Regions from separate parts of the Mus musculus genome. Here regions 2 and 3 are each linked to region 1. The links are chromatin contacts, called in public HiChIP or PLAC-seq maps. All regions are on one chromosome and are shown on one strand. The core of a region is the stretch at or near the end of the contact, and the rest is flanking DNA. Distances in the headings are between cores, read along the strand shown. Region 1 holds the start of Ifrd1 (interferon-related developmental regulator 1). Region 2 overlaps Dock4 (dedicator of cytokinesis 4). Region 3 has its middle 32 kb from the start of Gm24434.

Region 1 (3,254 bases), core at 493-2,992:
CAAATTGTCAGTGTTTCTCCATTGTTTTCATCTTTTTAAAATGAAAACTTTAATAAGACTAGTAAGACTTTATGAAAGAACTCCGGTATTTATTCAGGAGGGAAAGCTTAAACAGAAGTAGCAGGAGCCTTGATTCAACCACAACTAGGTTACATGAACAGTATTTCATAACTTCACAATGAATTTCACCACGCATTCAGGAGAAAGGGAAAAAATATCTAAAGATACATTTCTATTTGTAATAGTCCATACCCAGCCAGTTATCACCTAACACATGATCAAGAGCTTTCAGCTCTCCAGACCCTGGAGGAAAACTTTTGCATTGCCAGTCTCCAATATTTAACATGAAAACTGGTCATTTACTTTTCTAATATCATTCGAATGATCAAAGAGTAGTAGCTAGGTCAACAAATACCTAATGGCTATTATCTTGGTGTGGAACGACTGGGGGCATTCCAATATTCAACTCCATAATCTTAACAATTACTTAGTGAGATGACTACCCATTTCAATACTACTCGACTTATGTCTTGTGTGCAGTCTTGTAGAAGGGACCTTCGGCTGCAATCATTTTTTTTTCTTCTCAACCATATGTTAAGAGAATCGTACATTCAGTTCAGCAATTAACCATCCAGAAAAAGCTTTGTCTTAGCATGGAAGGAAAAAAAAAAAAAACTTATCCCTAACTTTCCAGCCAATTGCAACCTCGGCTTCTCACCACCTCTTATCACTGCATGGAACCTATAGAATGCAGCACAAAGGAGAACGCGGTCGCTAGGCTGGCAGCACAAGGGCTGCGGGGGCTCCCGGTTTCTGCAGGTACCGGGTTAGGAGTGGAAGCCACGCTAAGGGTGGGGCGGTGGCCATGGCTTCCGACGCCTCTACCCCGCCTTAGAGGACCTGCGAGACGCGCAGGAAAACAGCGGGATGGAAGCCACTCGTGCCTCTGCGTCACCCTGGCCCCATCACGCAAAGCTCAGGCCTCGTGACGCAAAAGCCGGTCCAAGCCCGCTGGACGTTTGACACTCCCGAGAACTCCATGTTGGAGGGAGCGCCACAGGCAGCGCAACAGCGGCAAGCCACCGGCGCTCCGCCCCATCTCTAGCTCGATAAAGAACCGGACAGCAGGCAGCGACGTCTAGGAAGAACGCCAAGTCCTGGTCACCCTTATTCTGACTCTCCCTCCGGCCCAAGGTCCCAGTTCTCCCCGCCCCCAGGGCCGGAGCTCCAGCACTGCTCCCGCGTGCCAGCTCAAGAAGCGCGAGTCCCAGGGCATGATGGGAACTGCAGTTCAGCCGTACCACGCGCTATGCAGACTTGGGCGTCCGAAGCGAAGACCGAACTACAAGTCCCACCGCGCCCCAGGCCGGGGTCTCCCGTTCGGCCGGCCAGCCGGCTCCCGGGCGTGGGGACACCCCTCACCTGCCGTGGCCGCCGACGTCGCTGCCCCGGAGCCGCCGCCACCCCCGCCACCGCGGTGGGGAGCGTTCCGCTTCTTGTTCTTCGGCATCGTGGGCCGCCCGGTGCCGCCTACACTTGGAGCTCAGCGAGGATCAGCCGATGGAGCTGCACTGTCTACTCGTGCGTCTGTGCGGCGGGCGGCTGAGAGGCGAGTCTCGGGCTAACAAGAGAGGCGAGGAGCGGCGCGGGTGAGAAGCGGCAGCAGCAGCAGCAGAAATCCCCGTGAAGAGCTGCGAGCGGAAACGATACATGTTTCTCTCTAGCGCGGGAGCGAAGGCGGGGTGGCCAGACCACGACGCCTTAAGTAGCCAGACGGCGGCTTGTCGTCACCATGCGTGGGCGGGCCTCCATCGCTCGCTGGCCAATCGCTGCAGATCTCCCCACCGCGGCGTCCACTGGGGCGGTGCCTGCATTCGGACTCCCATTCCCAGAGCCTCAGTCTGCCCTCGGTGCCTGGGCTGCTATGCCTTAGGGCCGCGTGGAGCTTTGGGAGATGTAGTTAGCGAGAGGGCGCGGCCTTCTCCGGGCTCCTCCCAGTCCGATTGCGTCGTGACCTCGTCCCAACGAGGCGTCCGCCCTGGAATTCACCCGGGTAGTCACCGCGATGAGCCATGCGGCAGTTATGCAGCTTGATGAACGTCAGCTTGTAAGATCACGTGTAACAACCTTTCCCCTGCTAATATGAGGCCCCTGTCCAAGCACAACCATACCCTCCTGTGGGTTTAGGGACGTGGGCTCCCCACCCTCCAAAAAAAGTATGCTTTCAGCTACTTCAACTTGTATTGTTCGTGGACCTCATATTCTAGACTAATATCTCAAATAACGAGACTGATGATTCAGTCTCAGATTTTCTTACAAAGATGTGACCTTGATTCCACCTGCCAGTTTGGAGGTCAGTTTGGGATAAGAGTTTATGAGAAGTTCGCAGCTGGCAAAACATACATGAGTTATATCAACAGTCGCAAAGGGGTTTATTTTCTCAAGGTGCTCCCGTTGATCTGTTTTCCGTGTCGCAACACCCAGTCCTGTTTTCAGGAGCTGCTAGTAGGTTCCTATACTGTCCATATGACAGAACAAACTCACTGACTCGTGCAAGTGACTCACTCTGCACTCCACCTCTCACCTCGGCTTCATTCTATTTCAAGTGATGATAGTAAGTCTTTCTCCGTCTTAATGTCCCTCTTGTACCTTAAGCCAACTTAAATTTTTCTCTCCTTTTCTTTACTGCCATATTCTTAATAGTTAATATATTATCTTCCCCCATATTCTGTAATTTATTCACCGTAATTTATTCAGTTTGTTCATAGTGCCCCCCCCCCAGCAATTGATTTTAAAATGAAACTCAGGGCTGTATCTTGATCTCTAGCCATACATAGCTTCAGTTCATACCAGGTCACCCATTTCAATGTTTCATGCCCAGGAAGGCTGATTATTTACTCAAGTGTCTTGTTTGACTAATCCACCTATGTTTATAGTTGTTCCAGAACCTCACAGACTGCCAGTCCTCCTAACCTAGCCTCTCTCACTGCTTTCTAGATATCTTGTTCTTCTCCTGAACTCAACTGGTCTTCGTTTCCAGTACAGGGCTCTTTTTGTTACTTTGACTTCATTGTTCATGAATGCCCTAACCCACCCCCCATCTTCATCTTAAGAATTATCTCTGTCTATCAAGACCAGCTCAAACACTATCACCTTCACGAAGCTTCGTCCTCACAAGTCTTTGACTTGGTAACGCTCTGCTGCCACTCTCTGTTCCTACAGATCGATCACAGATGGACTGTTCACAAAGATTC
Region 2 (3,254 bases), core at 488-2,987, 570 kb after region 1:
TCTGATCTTTGAGGATACCTCACCTACCCACACATCAGACAGCAAAGAACAACTGTGTTTTCCCCACAAGAGAAAGTTCCCGGTGTGACTCTTGCTTTCTGTTTACAGGGACTGCATGAAGATAGGAGAGGTGGATGGCAAGAAGATTGGCTGCACAGTTAGCCTTTTGGTTAGTGTCTGACTCCGTCTCCCCCTTCCTTCTAACCTCTGCTGCTCTTCACTGAAGCACTAAGTTTTGTTTGTTTTTAATCTTCCATGTGCCCTTTTTCAGGATGTTTCTTACAAAAATGGAAAAGTGTTTTTTTTAAAGGGAAGATAGTGACCCTTAGGTTGAATGAAGCCCAGAAAATCTTCAGCTCAGAACATTGCAGAATACTCCTGCTGGGCTGGGCTGGGCTGGGCTGGGCTGGGCTGGGCTGGGCTGGGCTGGGCTGGGCTGGGCTGGGCTGGGCTGGGCTGGGCTGGTAGCAGTGAGCAGACCTCACAGAGGGACTGCGTGCTGCTGTCTTCCCCTCTTGAGTTTCTTACTCAGTCTAGATGCTTTTCTTGGAAAAGCACAATATCGGCATTGAAGTCCCTTCATTTCTCTGTTGACTATTCCTGTCTGCCCATCTTCTTCCTCTCCCTCACAATCTTTGTATGTTTTCATAACAATTACTGAACTCTTATTTTCTAACCTGTGAAAATTTTCTGCTTTAATATGCTTAAGTTTCACTCACTGTCCCCTGCACATTGAATTCATAATAACACGATTGCAAAGAATTGCATTGCAATGCATAGATGACATAGCTATATGGACAGGAGTCTAAATCGTAATTTACTCTAGATCAACCAAAATTTATTTTTTAAAAAAGTATCACTCCCTTTTTATTAAGTAGATTGGAATTTCATCATGAAAGATGAGTCCTACATTGGACATTAGTTATTGTATTTTGCTATCTAGTGAGTTAATGCTTTTACTAACTTTCCTCCATCTTGGAACTGAAGAGTGACCTCTTGCAGTTCTAAACCTGTGAATGTTCTGGGTTTTTTGTTTTTCTCTTGTATTTCTGAGAGCACATGAAATGTCCTTGTCTGTTATAAACATTGTACTGTCGTTGGCATTCTTGCCCTACGTCCTGAAACTTTTGCAGCTGTGCTTTGCCTGCGTCTTGAACTTTTGATCTGCCGAACGGGTTTGCTGCTGCTGCTGCTGCTGCTGCTGTTTTCTTTCACTCAATCCCTTCAGTCCCTTCTCAAATCTCTCAACTTTGACTCCACTACCTTTCTGTTGCCCTAATTTTTTGCTGTGCTGCTTTTCACTTCTGAGCTCATGACCCTATCTTTCCTTACCACACCCACTTCTTCCTCCTCATTTTTTAATGACTTGTTATATCTCTACCTCGATCACCAGCCCCTAAAAATATCGAGCCCTAAGCATGCTCTGTGAGGGTGCATCTTATTCACACCGACATACTTATATAATTTTCTTCCTTAAAACCAACAGTGAGCGGCTATCAGCCCACCCACTATGCTAGCCATGACCTCTCCTCTAACAGTCCCTTCTCGGCTCGGCACAGTCCTTCCCTCTGTCCAGCCTTCCAGCTCCTCAGTATTTTTCGTCTCTCTGCCATCACAATCAGGACCCTCACCCCTTTCCACGTCCTTGCTTATATGTCGTGTGCTCTGTGAGCTTCGGTTTGAATCCTCAGCCCAGGCACAAACGCTCGTATAACCTCAGAGCAGAAACATTTCCTGTTTCCTAAGGAGCCCTGCCACCCTCATCTCCTCTCCCAGTTCCTTCTCTTTGGAGATGAACATAGTAATGCAGCCCCCTCGGCTTATCTCCTCGGCTGGGCCAACAGAAGAGGCCCTTTCCTTTGGTAAAGGAATGACTAGTTTGCACTGTGTTCCTTCTTGTCTTCTATGGGGAATAAGAAGGAAACCTCATAAATCAGGGGCCCTGTTGTAATTACTTGAGCCTAACACCATTAGCTTTGGAGTGTGACAAAGAGCAGAGAAGGTGAGCATTTTGAAAAAGCTGTTCCAACTGCAAACCAGCAGTGATAAACCCAGCTTTATCACATTGAAGCTAATCTCTTTAGCTCCTACTCTAAATGGAAAGTTTTGGATGTTTGCTAGTGGCAATATGGCTCCCGTCACTACCTCCCTGTGAGGTCAGCAGCAGATCCTGCCAGGGGGCCTCTAACTGCTGGTGTTCGGTCAGAGCTTAACTCACAGTTGGTGACAGTGCACACTATTTGACATGACTAACAGGAGGAATTATAATTATTATTTTGTTCTCTGTGTTACAGTTTTTAGCAGACATATGTGAGAGATTGTCATCTGCCAGCTGGGGAGATGTCGGGCTTTGGTTGGTTGTTTTTTTTTTTTTTTTTTTAAGGAGGAATATTCATTTACAAAGTGATCGCTTATTTTTGTTCTGAAAGAACGCAGCAGCTTCTTAACAGAAAGCTATTAGAACAGATCGTCCTTTAATAATGTAAAACCTGCTGTGGGGCTGTTAGATTGTGTTTATGGTACAATTCTTGCTAATTAAAATGATTTTGATGATAATGAGGGAGGTTTGAGTAGCATTGTTTACTTGGCTTTTAAAGACTGCCAGGATCCACAGGAAATGAAAGGCAAGGAGAGAGCCAATGTTATGGATTGGAAATAATAATGCATTCAAGTTAGCGTCAGTGCCCACACAGTATATGAGTCCTTGGGTTCAAGAATGCACACGAGTCAGATAATGGGCAGACAGCGCCTTTGAGAGTTGATCATTAGGTTCCTGACTGACTCATCAGCTAAGGACACCTATAAGATTCCTGGCATTTTCTGTTTCAGAAACTTGTCACTCTTTCAAGTGCATAGCTGTCCGTCCCCCTCTGCCCCCTCCCGCACTAGCCTGTGTCCTTCATATCCTAAGTAGCATCAGCTCCAACAACAATACGTTATCATCTCATGTGTCTGAAGCAGGGACTGCATAATGTACCTGCAGCTTGTATATCCAGGTAGTAAACACTGGAGTTTTATAAAACTTGGTAAAATATTTTAGAGAATTTTAGTAAAATTCAGATTTGTAAATAAATAAATAAATAAGTAAGGTTATTTAATTTAATATTTCCAGTAAACCCATTCCATGATAATAAGCAGACATAAAATTCTCTGGTTTGTGTTTTAAACATAAACAAGAAACATTAAAACTTAATACAGCTGCCAGGAGTGCTTTACTCCCAGCATGGGGGGAGCAGGGACCGGGATTTCTGGGA
Region 3 (3,254 bases), core at 320-2,819, 570 kb before region 1:
AACAGGGTCTCTCACTAAGCCTTGAGCTCACCAAGTACACTTGGCTCGCTGGCCAACAATTCCCAGGGATCTTTCCCTCTTCAGCGCCCAAGTGCTGCGATTACAAAATATACCCAGCTTTCAAGTACACAGAAGGACTCAAATTTAGATTGTCCTGGTTATGTGATAAATGATATCCCAACCAAGCCATCTCCCTCAAAATACTTTGTTTCAATACAAGTATTGATGGTCCCATTACTAGAAAAAATTATAAGCATTTTCTTGAAACTGGGTCTTTTAAATTAAAATATTTAATTTTTTATTTTCTGTGCACAAATGTTTGCCTGCACATACATTTGTACACCACCTGAGTGCTGGTATCTACAGATTCCAGAAGCAGGTATTTGGAGCCCATGTGAGTCCTGGGTCCTCTGCAAGAAGTGATGTTAACCATGGAATCATCTCTCCAGCCCTTGATCTGGTTCTTTAATCGATTCCTGAAGTAACAACACAGAATGGAATAGTGAAAGCTTAATTATAAGATTCACTTAAGCCTCCATGATAAATCCTCTGAGTTACAGCCCACTGTCATTTTCATAGCCAAAGGCACGAACACTTCAGATTATAAAATATCTTATCCTTTAACATGCTTTTCATATCTACACTGCTCTAGACTTTCAGCCTGAGTAGACTTAGATCATAACTAAAACATTCTGGGCGAACTAGTCAAGAGTACCTTAATTAGTGAAGGTTTTCAAGCTAATTTATTTAATGATTAAGGAATTTTTGGATGCCAAAAAAGTTATCTTTTACCATCTTTACTTCTTGCCCACACTTCATTGAGTTTATTGTTATTAATGTCTCAATTCTCAAATGAAGACATTGAAGCTTAAAGTACAGTAAACCGCCTTTGGGCCATAGGAAAACATTGACAACACTGTGTAGAGCAGGTGCTGTAAAAGATTTAGAGCTTGCTTCTTAAAAACCCTGTGTCCTTTAGCACATCTGTTCTCCAAGTGCTACAAATACTTCAGATTTTTAAGCATATTTATAAATATTCTTGTTTTCCGATGGTCATTGGCTTTGGGATTTTGGAGGGGGGAAAAGGGAGATGTATAAGGCCATTGGGAGAAAGAACAAGTGAAGAGGATACCATCTAATTATATTATAAAAATATATCCTTGTACCTGCAGATAAGTGTAGTCCTCAGCCCTGGTCAAGGAAACCTTTCTTTGCAATATTCTGAGTCCAATGCAGAAAACCAAAACCAGTCAAACTCTGTCCCGAAGAATACATTTACAAAGCACTCCTTCAACTAAGGCTCAGGAAACATTGCAGAAGAGAGGATGAAACAATTATAAGAACCAAAGAAATAGAGAATTTGTCATGAGATTGTGTCTCCTAGGAATGGTAGTTCCTACATCTATAAACTCCCATCAACATGACTGCCTAACCATCAGCTAAACAAGGATCACAGCAATACACAAGCTAACAAAGACAGGGAAAGACCAAGTGACCTCAAACCTACACAAAGACCTACAGGCAGCTAAGAAATGCTGTGACTGTGAGAAAGAGTCAGAAAGAGTACACCAATAGGTTATCTAAAGAGGCGTGAACTTGAAGGAGAGCAATGAGGCATGCCTTGGAGGAAGGAAAGAGGAGAAAAAAATAATAACCTCAAGAACTAAAATAGGCATGTTTTTAAAATGTTCATTGCAGAAAGCATCATTATTCAGCCACCCTTCACTAGGGCATGCATTATCCCATCTGTACTGACTGGATGAATGATAATAGAAATCACAGAACACATTGAATAAGTCCCAGACTTTTTACAAGCATGAGGCAACAGTATTGGAATGTCAGATCTTCAATAAATATCATATTCCAACAAACATTTTAAGTACAGAGAAATATGTCATTAGTAAATAGTCTATATGGAAAACTTTAATATATTTCTCTGTAAGAAACAAATGAAAATGTGTTCAGTGTGTCTCTGTTCTAAAGCTTATAAAAATAATCTAAAAGATCAAAGTGTTTGTCTTAGGGTTTCGTGCTGTGAGGAGACACCATGTCCATGGCATCTCTTATCAAAGAAAACATTGAATTGGGACTGGCTTACAGTTTCAGAGGTTTAGTCTGTCATGGCAGGAAGCATGACAGCATGCAGGCACCCATGGTTCTAGAGAAGCTGAGAATTCTAAATCTTGTGCCAAAGGCAGGCGAAGGAGACTGTGTTCCACGCTAAGCAGAGCTTGAACTTAAGAGACCTTAAAGCCCACCCTCACAGCAACACACTTTCTTCAACAAGGCCATAACTTCTCCAGTAAAGTCACACCTCCTGATACTGCCACTCCCTATGGTCAAGCATTCAAACACATGAATTTCAGGAGGCCAGACCTACTCAAACCAACACAGTGTTTTTATATATTTTATAATAAAACTTCACTATAGAGTTAAGTGGAACTAGAAAAGGAAGCTTAAGCAAATTCAAATCTGAAGGCTCATATTCCAACTGGAATTATAAATTCTTCAAAAGATGGTTTTAGAACACAGCTTTTCTTTTCTTTAAAAAGTACAACTAAATTAAACTACTTACCAAATAAGCTTAAGACAATTACAATAAATATACTGTATGCGTCTAGAAGGTTGAATGCAAATAGATGATAGATTAGAGAGAGGATAGATGATAGATAGATAGATAGATAGATAGATAGATAGATAGATAGACAGACAGATAGACAGATAGATAACAGATATTTGATAGATAAGTGGATAAATAGATAAGATCATACATACATACATACATACGTAAAAAAGCTGGGTAAATGATAGCTACATAGATGATAGTTAAGTAGGTGATAGAGAATAAACACATGATAGGTAGATAAGTTTGGAAATATAGGCTAATTTTCACACCTCTAATTTTCTCATTTACTCAAGCCCCTGTAATACTAGTGATGTATTACGAAAACTAATTTTCCATATCCTACAAGGCTTGGTCCTGGAAATCTGATTGCAGCAATTTAAAAATGAAGAAACTCCAGACACTGAAGAAATAATAGACACACAGAGAAACAATGGGATCAAATGGACCATGCTGTCTCTGATGGAGGACACATACTACAATAAAGTACAGAAGTAGGAGAGAGAATCGCTGTAGAAGCAGAGTTGGGTATTCTTGGTAGGGGAGTGGTCTTGAGTTGAAGAGGAAGTTGCTGTTGCTAGCTTTTGCACACACTGTTCAATCATTTGTAAAGACTTGTACTTGGCCCTCT

The links. HiChIP or PLAC-seq counts read pairs in DNA pulled down with a chosen protein or histone mark.
Region 2: a contact with region 1 is called in an H3K4me3 HiChIP or PLAC-seq map of forebrain, with 4 times the contacts expected there. The contact joins the enhancer-like site here to the promoter of Ifrd1 in region 1. A contact is called at or near these places in 7 of 39 promoter capture datasets (cranial neural crest, embryonic stem cells, frontonasal cranial neural crest and 3 more), 1 of 15 datasets of contacts at CTCF or cohesin (the NIH/3T3 cell line), 2 of 484 Hi-C or Micro-C datasets (bone marrow-derived macrophages and nephron progenitors), 23 of 115 datasets of contacts at active chromatin or transcription factors (the 230-238 cell line, the NIH/3T3 cell line, acute myeloid leukemia and 14 more) and 3 of 9 other capture datasets (adipose tissue, bone marrow-derived macrophages and pancreatic islet).
Region 3: a contact with region 1 is called in an H3K4me3 HiChIP or PLAC-seq map of pro-B cells, with 2.4 times the contacts expected there. The contact joins the enhancer-like site here to the promoter of Ifrd1 in region 1. A contact is called at or near these places in 4 of 39 promoter capture datasets (the HPC-7 cell line, HPC-7-derived erythroid cells, liver and 1 more), 1 of 484 Hi-C or Micro-C datasets (the HPC-7 cell line) and 1 of 115 datasets of contacts at active chromatin or transcription factors (pro-B cells).

Annotation. Positions count from the first base shown.
Region 1 is chr12:40,221,447-40,224,700 of GRCm38.p6, forward strand. Ifrd1 (interferon-related developmental regulator 1) reads right to left here and starts at 1,743. Exons shown (of 12, transcript NM_013562.2): 1 at 1,423-1,743. The coding sequence starts at 1,510. Mir1938 (microRNA 1938) reads right to left here and starts at 1,365; the gene lies at 1,266-1,365. It overlaps Gm7008 (predicted gene 7008), which reads left to right and starts at 1,918. Exons shown (of 3, transcript NR_045157.1): 1 at 1,918-2,107; 2 at 3,223-3,254.
Region 2 is chr12:40,795,529-40,798,782 of GRCm38.p6, forward strand. Dock4 (dedicator of cytokinesis 4) reads left to right here. Exons shown (of 53, transcript NM_172803.2): 35 at 109-169. Among named protein-coding and RNA genes, the nearest start is that of Immp2l, 230 kb to the right of the region's middle. Within about 2 kb of position 1,738, at least 27 of the 459 cell types and tissues checked have an H3K27ac peak or open chromatin away from gene starts, as enhancers often do. A contact at or near this core is called in forebrain, where this site is marked.
Region 3 is chr12:39,651,887-39,655,140 of GRCm38.p6, forward strand. No RefSeq gene overlaps it. Among named protein-coding and RNA genes, the nearest start is that of Gm24434, 32 kb to the left of the region's middle. Within about 2 kb of position 1,570, at least 1 of the 459 cell types and tissues checked has an H3K27ac peak or open chromatin away from gene starts, as enhancers often do. A contact at or near this core is called in pro-B cells, where this site is marked.